Regions from separate parts of the Mus musculus genome. Here all the other regions are linked to region 2. A link is a contact called in public HiChIP or PLAC-seq and promoter capture Hi-C data. All regions are on one chromosome and are shown on one strand. Each heading gives the region's core, a stretch centred on a gene start, on an enhancer-like site or on the middle of the called end of the contact. The rest is flanking DNA. Distances are from core to core; before and after follow the strand shown. Region 1 overlaps Gm34213 (a long non-coding RNA gene). Region 2 holds the start of Kif24 (kinesin family member 24). Region 3 holds the start of Chmp5 (charged multivesicular body protein 5).

Region 1 (3,896 bases), core at 1,193-3,692, 690 kb after region 2:
ATGTACTCACAGAGGTCAGAGAGCAACTCTCTGGAGCCTCCCTTCTTCCATCATGTGAGCCCAAAGCATAGAAGTAGTATTGTCAGGAAAGTGGCAAGCATCTTTGCCAGCTGAGCCATCACTTTGGCACTTAAAATTTTAAGCTTTACCTAATCTTTGAACCTGCTTATAAATTACATCCTTTGAAAAATGTAACTTGGGGCTGGAACGATGGCTCAGCAGGTAAGAGCGCGACTGGTCTCTAATGAGATCTGGCGCCCTCTTCTGGTGTGTCTCAAGACAGCTACCGTGTACTTATGTATAATAATAAATAAATCTTTGGGCCAGAGTGAGTGGGGCTGACCGGAGTGAGCAGAGGTCCTGAATTCAAATTCCCAACCACATGATGGCTCAGAACCATTAGTACAGCTACAGTGTACTCATATACATTAAATAAATAAATAAATCTTTTTTAAAAAGAAAAGAAAAAAAAAAAAAAAGAAAAATGTAACTTGAAACGCTACAAGACTGGACCGGGGATCCAGCTCAGTTGCCAGAGGGCTTGCCTAGCATGCAGTCTGGGTTCAGTCCCAAGCACTGCCTGCCCCGGGGTGGGAGAGCTTCTCTGTAGTTCCGGCACTCAGGAGGAGGGTGAGGCTGGGGGATGAGGAGTTTAACATTATCTGTGGTTCCATAGCATTTTGAGTCCAGCCTGAGATACACACGATGGTGTTTCCAATAAAGGAAAAAGCCACAAGACACATGTATTAGCTATGCTTGAGAGACTCAAGCCCCCTCCCCATCTCTTTTTCTGCCTGTACTTCAGATTTAAGTCCATACTGTCCTAATTTTTTATCTCTTTTTAATAAATCCAACTTTGCTTCATACTGACTCATTCTGAAAATCTCTACGGTAAAAAACCAAACCACCCAACAAACAAAAACAATCCAACAAAATAAAACTCAACCAAAACTGTTGGCATTCCTTCTACGCTCTGCCCAACAGTTACCTAGCAACAGCCAGGTAGGCCTGACTCACTATAAAAGGGACAGTTTGGCTTCCCTTCACTCCCTCTGATTCTCTGACTCTCTTTTCTCTCTTACCTCCCACACCTTCTCTCTTCCCCCTCCCTCCCTCTCCCCTTCTCCCTCTCCTTTGTCTCCTCTCCTTCTCTGTCTCCTCCCTCTCTCTGCCTCTACTCCCTTCTCAACTCCCCTTCCCATGTCCCCAAATAATCTCTATTCTATACTAGACCCATGGGCCTGCTGAGGTATCCTCTCCCACCGCACCATTCCTCGCTCTACAAAACATATCCCTGACTCTACAAAACACATCCTAGTCTTTACAAAACACATAAAAAACCAACCCAGTTTCATTTGAGTTGAGGCTGCAGAAGAACTCAATAGGCGTGGACTATGTGTCTCCCCACTGCTGCTGACAATGAGCTTGCCAGAGGACTTCCCCAAACCTACCATGGCAATTGGAGAAACGGAGACTTTGGGCAGGATAGTGGGAATGAGGGCAGAATCTCCCCTCATCTAGCCAAAGGAAAAGGAGAAATCTGAAATGTGTAGACTGAGAACTAATTTTGTGCCCCAGAGCTCCTTGAGATTGTAAGAAAATAATTTGGGAAAGGAGGGCCAAAGATGCCATTTAAAAGACAGCTCTGGGAAATCCCTGTAGAGAAAGTACAGGAAGCTGCTGTGCTCGGGTGCCCTGGTTTTGTTTGTTCAGATCCCAGATCAAAGGATAGCAGAGGGAAGCCTCAGGAAGCCACAAATGCCAGCAAGTCAGTGGTGGGGTAACAACCCTCACATTCCAGTCCCAGCCTGTGGCAAGAACCTTTTCATGTGGCTTTAGTATCACAGAGGCTGAGTGGGCCAGTGGGCCACACATTGTGTTTTGGGGGAGGGGGGGCTAAGACAAGGGAGAAGGTCATGGGATGACCAACCAGCCACCACCTGCAGACACAGGAACAGCGTGCAAGCTCATTGGTGAGAGCTGGGATTGTTAACAAGGACAGTGTTCCCTTACTCCAGACTGACCAGTTTAGACCTCGTTTGAACCTACAGTGCTCATTTCCTCTTTGTGTTAAGAAATAGAAACTGAGGCCGGGCAGTGGTGGCACATGCCTTTAATCCCAGCACTTGGGAGGCAGAGGCAGGTGGATTTCTGAGTTCGAGGCCAGCCTGGTCTACAGAGTGAGTTCCAGGACAGTCAGGGCTACACAGAGAAACCCTGTCTCGTAAAACAAACAAACGAACAAAAAAAAAGAAGAAGAAATAGAAACTGCAGGAAGACTTTGACAGCATCTTAAAAATTGAAAACAATTATGTCTTAAAACCACGTACAGGTGTGTGTTAATTGAATGAAAATGGCTCTCACATGTTCATAGGGAGTGTGACTTTATTTGAAAAGATTAGGAGGCGTGGTCTTGTTGGAGGAAGTGTGCCCGGGGGGATGGGCTTTGAGGGTTCAGAAGCTCAAGCTGGGCTCATGACTCACAGTCTCTTGCTGCTGCCTGCTAATCCAGATGTAGAACTCTCAGCTACCTCTCCAGCACCATGTCTGTCCACATGCTGGCATGCTTCCTGCTATGACAAATAATACACTAAACTTCCGAACCTGTAAGCCAGCCCCAATTAAATATTTTCCTTTATAAGGTTTGCCATGGTCATGGTGTCTCTTCATAGCACCAAAAACCCTTAGACATGTGGATATGAATGTAGGTGCCCAGGAGGTCGGAGGCATCAGATCTCCTGAGGCCTGATGGTTACAGATGGTTGCGAGTTGCTATGTGGGAGCTGGCAATCACACCTGGGTCCTCTGGAAGAGCCACGGGTGCTTGTAAGTGCTGAGCTATCTCCACAGCTTTAAATGATAACTATGGCACATTCTTTTTCAGTGCTAGATGTGCCAGATATGGTTAACATGTTTTACATGTAATAATAATTCATTTGATCCTCAGAAAACTTATTTCATTTTTAATTTTTCAGACAGTTGCCCTGGCTATCCTAGAACTCACAGCACAAGACCAGGTTGGCCTCAAACTCCCAGAGACCTGCCTGCCTCTGACTCCTGAGCACTGGGATTAAAGGCCTGCACCCCCACCACCTGACTCTCAGGAATGATGAGAGCTCCTAACAGCACACCCTGGAATTCCCAGTTCAGCCGCTCTCAGTGCTGCAGCTCACAGGCAAGCAGTGGTGCATAGTGACTGGTTAGGTTCCTTCGGAAGCAAGAGCCTCCTGGAAGGCAGACGATGGGAGGAAGGTAATCAGAGGGTACAAATAGGACTAGCAGAAAGAGATAGAAGGGACCAAACTCCAAGAATAGGCACTGGGGAGCGGAGGGGGTGGGGGGGCTGGGCAGGAGAAGAAAAACAAAATCGACAACAAACTCCACTGAAAACTGCGGCATCTCCCGCAAATCTCCCGCAAAGGAATCCAGGCAGAAGGGATAAACCGCACTGGGGCGTGGTTGCTCGTGATCTTGCGCCTGTCATTTGGGTCTTGCTCTGCAGACCCTTAGGACCACCGGGCTCCAGCGCAACTATGAACTTGGAGCGGGTATCCAATGAGGAGAAGTTGAACCTGTGCCGGAAGTACTATCTTGGTGGATTTGCGTTCCTGCCTTTTCTTTGGTTAGTCAACATTTTCTGGTTCTTCAGAGAGGCGTTCCTCGCCCCAGCCTACACAGAGCAGAGCCAAATCAAAGGCTATGTTTGGCGCTCAGCTGTGGGCTTCCTCTTCTGGGTGATCATTCTCGCCACCTGGATCACCATCTTCCAGATCTACCGGCCCCGCTGGGGCGCTCTTGGGGACTACCTCTCCTTCACCATTCCCCTGGGCACTCCCTAACAACTTCATAAGCTGCTGATCTGTTCTTTCTCCCAGGATGAAGGCTTCTCTGCTCTA
Region 2 (3,794 bases), core at 529-3,028:
ACATGAATACATGCCAGTCACTCTTATCTTGTATTATAATAGGCCACCTGAATGCTTCTCTGTATTATACTGGCAGTCAACTCTTTCTAATAGTTGAATCAAGAATTTCCCCACCTCTGTGTCATAGTCCTGTCTCTCCTGGAACTCAGAGATCCTCCAGCCTCTGTTAGGAATAAAGACATGCACTATCATTTTTATATTTTTCAGGAAACAGCTGATAAACAGTGTTCACACTAAGTATTAGTAATTTTTAAAGATCAACAAGATTAATTCCCTTTAATATATTGTCAATTTTCTCTTTTGAATACTGTATTTCCTTATTAGTAAGAATTACATTTATTCTTTAACTGATTAGTGATTTACTTTTGTTTATGTCTTGTGTGTCTGCCAGTTGTGTGTGGTATGTGGGTGCCTGAAGAGTCCAGAAGAGGGCCATGGATGCCCTGGAGCAGGAGTTGGGAGGCTACTGTGAGCCACTTGGCATGGATGCTGGGAAATGAACTCAAATTTCTCTGGAAGAGAGGTTAAGGGCTCTTAACCACTGAACCATCTCTCCAGGCCCCCGAATCGCTCATTTTTGAGCTAAAAACGAGCACTCCATTAAAGTACATATGAAGCTGCACACATGCTGGCTACTGGATTTGTTCCTACTATGCTGGTGGTTCCTTTTTGACCTGAGAGGCTAGGCCTGGCCAAGCATTTTTTCCCAATAGTCTTTGCAACCCGTTGAAGCATTACTATTATTTTTCACAAAAGGAAAAAAAAAATAAAACTATGGTTCAGAAATATTTTTGAGTAGTTAATCAAATGCAGACACGTCCAATTTCTAACATCATTAAGCTTAATTGCCACTGGACATTAGAACATTTCTGCATTGGCAACTTGACTCTTCTCGATTTAAGCTGTTTCGCCTTTTTTTCTTAAGACGGGAATCTTGTGACTTTCTATCTCTGGGGGCTAAAGAGCACCTGTCACTCTTCCAAAAGATTGGGGTTCGGTTCCCCGGAACCTATACCAGGTGGCCCACACAACGTTTAACTCCAGCTCCTGGGATCCGACGCCTTCTGGATTCTGAGAGCATCTGCACGCACGTGGCGCGCATAGACAGACACAGACACACACACACACACACACAAGTAATAATTTTTACCAAACGTAAGATCTTTTGGAATGCAGGCAGGGTTTAATCGATAACTACAAAGCAAGCCTAGGGAGAAGATATGATTGGCCCGCTAAGTCCCAAAGGTGAATCTCTCTGCCTCTGGGATTCTTCCGACCCACGCCCTCACCACTGAACCTAGTCCTCTCTGGTGCACAGAGATAAACCGAGGTCCCGCGAGTGGATGGGGCCTGGCCTACACGCGCCTCACTGCCAGCTCCGTCCCCGCAGCAACAGGTCAGGAGCCCGCGACACTCCCCACGCCCCCCAGCCCCACAGCACTCACCCGTAGCCCAGAGGCAGGAGGCGGTCCTCGAACGGAGACGTAGCGCGCCAGCCAATCAGAAGAGCCCGGCTGCACTTCAGACGAGCCACAGAATTGGGCATCAGGCGCTTCCACCCGCCCCTGAGGCGTGGTTTTTTGGCTGGGACCGTCGCGAGATCTGCCTCAAGCTGAACCATTGGTGGAGAATGAACCGCCCCCTTCCCCTTCTGATTTCTGATTGGCCTTTTAGAGGAGAGGTGACAGGCTCTGTGAATGACCATTGGTCGGTGCTGCGGGACCGCGGGCGGGCGGGCGTCGGCGCGCGCGTTCGAACTGGCGCTTGTGGCGTTGCCATGGGGATGTGGCCTGGCGGACACCTAAGGCGGGTTGACCGGACGCTCTGCTAGCCCGGCCTTAGGGCTTTCTCCTCACCGCACTATTTCTTCGGTCCTCCCTGAAAACTGACTGAGGAGGAGCCGGGATTGCCCTGAGGTGAGAAACGGTGGCTTTAGCTTGAGCCCAGGCTCTGCGCCTGCGCGGGAGCGGGTGCTCCTGTCTGCGAGCGGCGCGAGCCGAGACCGGTATTTGCGGGGTAACTAGAACTTGGCTTCTCGGGTTCTTCGAGGGTTCTCGCGCTCTCTCACGTTTCATCTCCCTGTCTACCGCCTCTTCAGCAATTACCTCGACCACCACCAGCTTTGAGGCTTTTCTGAGTACCCCAAAGGCCTCTTGCCTTTGAGACACGCTCTTCAGAGCGCTTCGATTGGACTTTCGGTTGTTTTGTGAACTTCCGCAAACCTCATTCTCCTTTTTTCTCATATAATTTTGACCTCTGAGATAAGACAAGCCTTTCCACAGCGTCTTACGCATATTAGTTTTTTGTTTGTTTGTTTTGTTTTTTTAAGGAAATATTTGTTCAGTTGGCTTTCACTCACTACAAATAGATTCAGTTATCTTTCTGCCTTGTCCCATTCAAAGTCGATTTGGGGGCAGGTGGAAGAGAGAGGACACCCTAATCTCATATACAAGAGACAGAAAATTCAGCGTTGGCGTTCCCACGTTGGGGGCAGGAAGACCTGCTCAGTGTGGGTGGCAACATTCCCAAGGCAGGGAATTCTGAGCAGTAATAGAGTGGAGAAAGCAAGCTGACCGCTAGCATACATACATTACTTCATTATTTACTGCTTTTCTTTTTTTAAGTTTTTGTTTGTGTGGCTTTTGTTTGTTGGTTGGTTTTGAGACAAAGTTCTCAATCAGAGAGACGTGCTCTCTCCACATTGTAGTCTGGCCTACAAGTACCTCTTCTCAAACCCCTAAATGTATTTGCTTATAACAGGCCATTCTGTCCTTATATGCCCGAGGATTTCCTCTTGTTGTTTACTGACCACCAACTATCGTAACATTTTATCTGTGCTTTGGAAACTGAAATCAATTATTTGACTTTGAGTTTTTTTCACTTAACAGTGTGTGTGTATGTGTGTGTGTATATGTATATGTGTGTGTGTGTATGTATGTGTGTGTGTGAGCACTCAAGTGAAGGTCAGAGGACAACTTTGAGGAACTGGTTCTCATTTTCCATGTTTTTTAAGCAGCTTGTTTCTGCTGCTGCAGTGCATACTCCAGGATATTTCTATCTTACACACACACACACACACTTACTTCTCCCTAGGAGTGCTAGGGTTACACATGTGCAGTACCACATGTGACCTTTTATGTGGGTTCTAGGCATTGAATTTGAACCATTAGGCTTATTATAGGTTATGTGCATTTACCTACCAAGCCATTTCCTTGACCTTTATTTCAGGTGGTTGGTTGGTTGGTTGGTTGGTTTGTTTGTTTAATTTTATTTGTGTACTGGCTAGTTTTGTGTGTCAACTTGACACAGGCGCGAGTTATCACTGAGAAAGGAGCTTCAGTTGAGGAAATGCCTCCATGAGATCCAGCTGTACGGCATTTCCTGAATTGGTTATCAAGGGGGGAGGGCCCCTTGTGGGTGGTGCCATCTCTGGGCTGGCAGTCTTGGTTCTATAAGAGAGCAAGCTGAGCAAGCCAGGGGAAGCAAGCCAGTAAAGAACATCCCTCCATGGCCTCTGCATCAGCTCCTGCTTCCTGACCTGCTTGAGTTCTGGTCCTGACTTCCCTTGGTGATGTACAGCAGTGTGGAAAGTGTAAGCAAGCTGAATAAACCCTTCCCTCCCCAACTTGCTTCTTGGTCATGATGTTTTGTGCAGGAATAGAAACCCTGACTAAGACAATGTGTATGAATGTTTTGCCTGTATGTTTGTGTACCTTGTATGTGTGCAGTATGAAGGAAACCAAAAGAGGGTGTTGGATTCTCTACAGCTGTAGTTATAGACAGTTGTGAGACTC
Region 3 (3,717 bases), core at 532-3,031, 520 kb after region 2:
ATCTTAGCGCCCTTTGCAACCCATGCTCTGTATCTTCAATTCCTCTTCCTCTCCCTAGGCATTGTACTTCCACTTCCAGCCCCAACAGAGCGCACTGTGTATATCCAGTTGCTTTCCATTTAAATACAACACGTTCATCCGCTATCATGTCCTCATGTTAGAAGCCATTTACAACAGCCCACCAGCCTCCCGCTTTCAGAATCTGGGAACCTCTACATCAACCTTTGATCCCTCTGTTGGTTCTTCACGCAAATTCATCAACTACTACGATATTCTAGATATAATGCCATGTAGGTGACTTGTTATTTAATCCTCACACATTAGTATATATTATCTTCATTTAACAGATGAGAAAATTGAAGCTGAGTGATATCCTGGTTCATACTGTTAAAAAGTTATAAAGTTATGAAAAAAAAAGATACCTATACACCCATAGCCTATTAAGTAGTGTTAGTATCAGAACACTGATCTTACACGCCATATCTAGTCTAACCTGAGTAGCCAGACAACACCCGGATTCTGAGCACAACCAGCTCTCCTCTTCAGAGTCAGACCTTCTCAGCAGAGCATGCCAATTCCCATTACATGTCATCAGCATCTTCTACCTACCACATTAAAACCCAGCCTCCCTCTTGTATATGGCTGTAGCTTCTGTTCCCTGAAGAACAGGTCCTCACAAGTAGCTTCTCTTTACCAGATTTCGTGTATTTTTCTTGTATCCTTCACCAGTCAGTCCCTTCACAGTACTTCCTACAACAGTTGTCACCAGCCTTACCTTAGCAGGACCCTCTCTCATCTTCTTGATTTGATCCTTATATTTCACTAGTTCAGCATCCAGCCGGGAAATCTTTTTGTCAATGGATTCTGCCCTGCTATCCACCTTGGAAGAAAACATCACATGCAGTGGTAATTATTGTAATATGTTTACATGGAAAGGGGCAGAAAGAGAGGGATATGCAAAAGAAAAAAGGAACAATATAGCAAAGGGCAGAAAATAGGGTTTTTCTTAAGGGTGGGGAATTCCAGCCCGAACCATTGGAGGGCTTTCATAAACTCTCTCCCACCTCCTAGATTCTGATATAGCAGCCCTCTCTTGAGGAAAACGATTTGGGATTCTCTCCGCTGGCTGAGATTTCCCAAGTAGGAGAATAGTCAGTTTGGGACTCTGCATGAACGTGCGTGGAATGAACCAATCAACACAGGCTAAGATGAGATCTAAAACCATTTCCGAGATCAGGTTTAATCTGGAAGGGCCAAGATTCAGAATTCTATGCTACTCAGACCCAGGACTAAGGTACAGATATGTTAACCCTGACATGGGTAAGGGGAGAAGAGTGAAAAAGGGTTTTTAAAAGGCCAGGTTAGACAAAGTGGGGTGTAGTGACATAGGGTACGTAGGTTGGAATGTGGGAACCAAAGCGAGGAAGAAGGGGTGGGGCACAGTGGGCATCGGAAAGAGCTAAGTGCAGTAAGGGCGAAAGAATGATGAGATTAGACTGTCTGGTCTCTGGGGTCAGGAATGACCTGGAAAACAGGGATGAAAGGGGTGGGGATGAAGAAGACTCAGGTTTAATGGGCCCGAACCAGGAATGGGGTGGAGTACGAATTCGGGATGGACGGGTCGGAGTGTCAGAGGTATGCAAAGTCAAATGCCCACCGTCCCAATGCAGTCCGTCAAGCTAGGTGGCGGAGCCTTGGGTTTCGCTTTTCCGAAGAATCGGTTCATCTTGGCCGGCTGCGAGGAAACCCAAACACTGGAGGAAAACCAGAAACGGAAGCGTAGTCGCTCTGGTGTCAATTTCCGGCTTCCCCCACCCCATGCGCAGGCGCAGAGTGCTCGCCCGAGTCTCCCGATCCCTTTTCCGTGTTTTCAGCTCCTCCTTCCGGAGAAGGAGCGCGGAGCTCTGGGAGAGGTGGAAAGACTTCTGAAGGAGGGGCTTATGAGGAGGGATAGGGCGGTGCCTTGGCGGAGTGGGTGGGGCTTAGACGCGGCTGGGCGGATAGGGCGGGGCCTGAAGCAGGGTCAGTTCCGAGGGCGTGGCGAGTAGATGGGGCGGAACTGGTGAGTAGTGGGGCGGGGTTGCAAGGCTGCGCGCCCGGTAGCCACCGCTGCGCTGTGAACAAACGCGGCCTGGCGGGTCGCAGCGCCGCGCGGCGACCGCGAGGCGACCGGGAGCCGCTGGGACCCAGGCTGCGCGCCCCTCGGCCTGCCCGGGAGCCGCGCCAGTCGGAGTCCCGGGCCGAGCGGGGCTTGCCTCCCTCTCAGCGTTCCTCTGTGCGCAGTGCAGCCAGCGGGCATGACCGATCCACCAGGGGCGCCGCCGCCGGCGCCTGCAAGCCGCGGGTGAAGAAGAAAGTCCGGCCCCGCTCTTCTCAGAGCGAGAAGGTAGGGAGCAGCAGCAGGGAGTTGACTAGAAGTAAGAAAGTGACCCGTAGCAAGAACGTGACCGGGACCCAGGTAGAGGAGGTGACCAAGATCGAGGAGGCGACCCAAACCGAGGAAGTAACTGTGGCAGAAGAGGTGACCCAGACCGACAACATGGCCAAGACCGAGGAGATGGTCCAGACGGAGGAAATGGAAACACCCAGACTCAGCGTGATCGTCACCCACAGTGAGCGCCAAGGAGGGTTCCGTAGATCGGGTTGGGATATGTGGGTTTGGCCACATGTAGTCTTGGGAGAAAGAAACATGGGTTCTTGGCTATATATATTTGGGGATGTTTTTGCTTAGGGCTGGTGTCAGGACATCTTTCCCTGTGGCCGGTCCCTGGACACTTATTGGATCCTCTATTTGGAAGCAAAGTTGAGTGTGTAACGCTAGTAATCGTGGGTCTTTGTGTCAGGCTTATATTAGGCCTTCTTGTGTGTAGAACTTCCGTGGTTCTGGACATCCACCAGTGTAAAGAGTACGAACTTGGTGCGTGATCCCGCTGTTCCTTATTTACTGAGTAGTGTTTTTGTTGGATGTCATAGAACCGCAGGTTCAATGGGCCGTGAGTCCAAGAGTTACTTTCTGGACATCTGGTTACATCAACACAGAACTAAAAACCTTGGGAAGTACACGAGAAAGCTGAAGCCATGACATTTCCTTAGAATCAGTTAGGAAAGACTAACAACAAACTTTGCTACCTAAACCATGGCTCTATATCCAGCAGTTTTATGAAACTTTGAGATGAATCCCCACCCCCACCCCCCCAAAGGCCTCTTGATGTCTGATCTGTGAGGCACAAATAGGAACTAGGACTCCTTCTGACTCTTGACTGGTTGGGAGCGCAATCTAAAGGTGGATTTGAACTCCACTTACTTAGAAAAGATTGAGTACCTGTTTTAAAACAAAAGAAAAAACCTCTCTGTTGTTGGATTGGTTTCGTTTGTTTGTCTTTGCTAACTAACCATTAACTATGGTGTACATAGGTGTACCCAGTATGAAAGACTTGGAGGAAAACAGTCCCTTGCTGGTGACATCAGGGAAAACAAGACCAATGCCATAGAGACAATAGGACAGCCATGCCACACATGAGGCAGGCAACTTGTGATAGAAAAGTGTGGGCTTTGATGCAAAGCTGGATGCAAGGTCAAATTCTGAGTCAGCAGTTGAAGGTTTCCCCGAGCGAGTCTTAATTAGACTGATAGCTGTTTTCTAATGGTGTCCTGAGGTTTTGAGATAGTGCATAGAACAAGTCTTGTACCGTTTATTCTGTATAATTGCTTAAGATA

Evidence for each region. Promoter capture Hi-C pulls out the DNA fragments that hold promoters and counts their contacts. HiChIP or PLAC-seq counts read pairs in DNA pulled down with a chosen protein or histone mark.
Region 1: a contact with region 2 is called in a FOXA1 HiChIP or PLAC-seq map of pancreatic cancer cells. The contact joins the enhancer-like site here to the promoter of Kif24 in region 2. A contact is called at or near these places in 5 of 39 promoter capture datasets (cranial neural crest, hippocampal neurons, liver and 2 more) and 2 of 115 datasets of contacts at active chromatin or transcription factors (memory CD8 T cells and pancreatic cancer cells).
Region 3: a contact with region 2 is called in a promoter capture Hi-C map of pre-B cells. The contact joins the promoter of Chmp5 here to the promoter of Kif24 in region 2. A contact is called at or near these places in 5 of 39 promoter capture datasets (the C10 cell line, cranial neural crest, liver and 2 more), 2 of 484 Hi-C or Micro-C datasets (CD4 T cells and pre-B cells), 2 of 115 datasets of contacts at active chromatin or transcription factors (the SCID.adh cell line and bone marrow-derived macrophages) and 1 of 9 other capture datasets (liver).

The regions. Positions count from the first base shown.
Region 1 is chr4:40,775,202-40,779,097 of GRCm38.p6, reverse strand. Gm34213 (a long non-coding RNA gene) reads right to left here. Exons shown (of 3, transcript XR_390479.3): 3 at 2,322-2,570. It also overlaps the pseudogene Psenen-ps. Among named protein-coding and RNA genes, the nearest start is that of Gm34213, 4.2 kb to the right of the region's middle. Within about 2 kb of position 2,442, at least 64 of the 459 cell types and tissues checked have an H3K27ac peak or open chromatin away from gene starts, as enhancers often do. A contact at or near this core is called in memory CD8 T cells and pancreatic cancer cells, where this site is marked.
Region 2 is chr4:41,462,832-41,466,625 of GRCm38.p6, reverse strand. Kif24 (kinesin family member 24) reads left to right here and starts at 1,778. Exons shown (of 13, transcript NM_024241.2): 1 at 1,778-1,916. Nudt2 (nudix (nucleoside diphosphate linked moiety X)-type motif 2) reads right to left here and starts at 1,478. Exons shown (of 3, transcript NM_025539.2): 1 at 1,446-1,478.
Region 3 is chr4:40,946,617-40,950,333 of GRCm38.p6, reverse strand. It overlaps Chmp5 (charged multivesicular body protein 5), which reads right to left and starts at 1,781. Exons shown (of 8, transcript NM_029814.1): 1 at 1,658-1,781; 2 at 776-880. The coding sequence starts at 1,726. It overlaps Bag1 (BCL2-associated athanogene 1), which reads left to right and starts at 2,040. Exons shown (of 7, transcript NM_001171739.1): 1 at 2,040-2,612. The coding sequence starts at 2,540.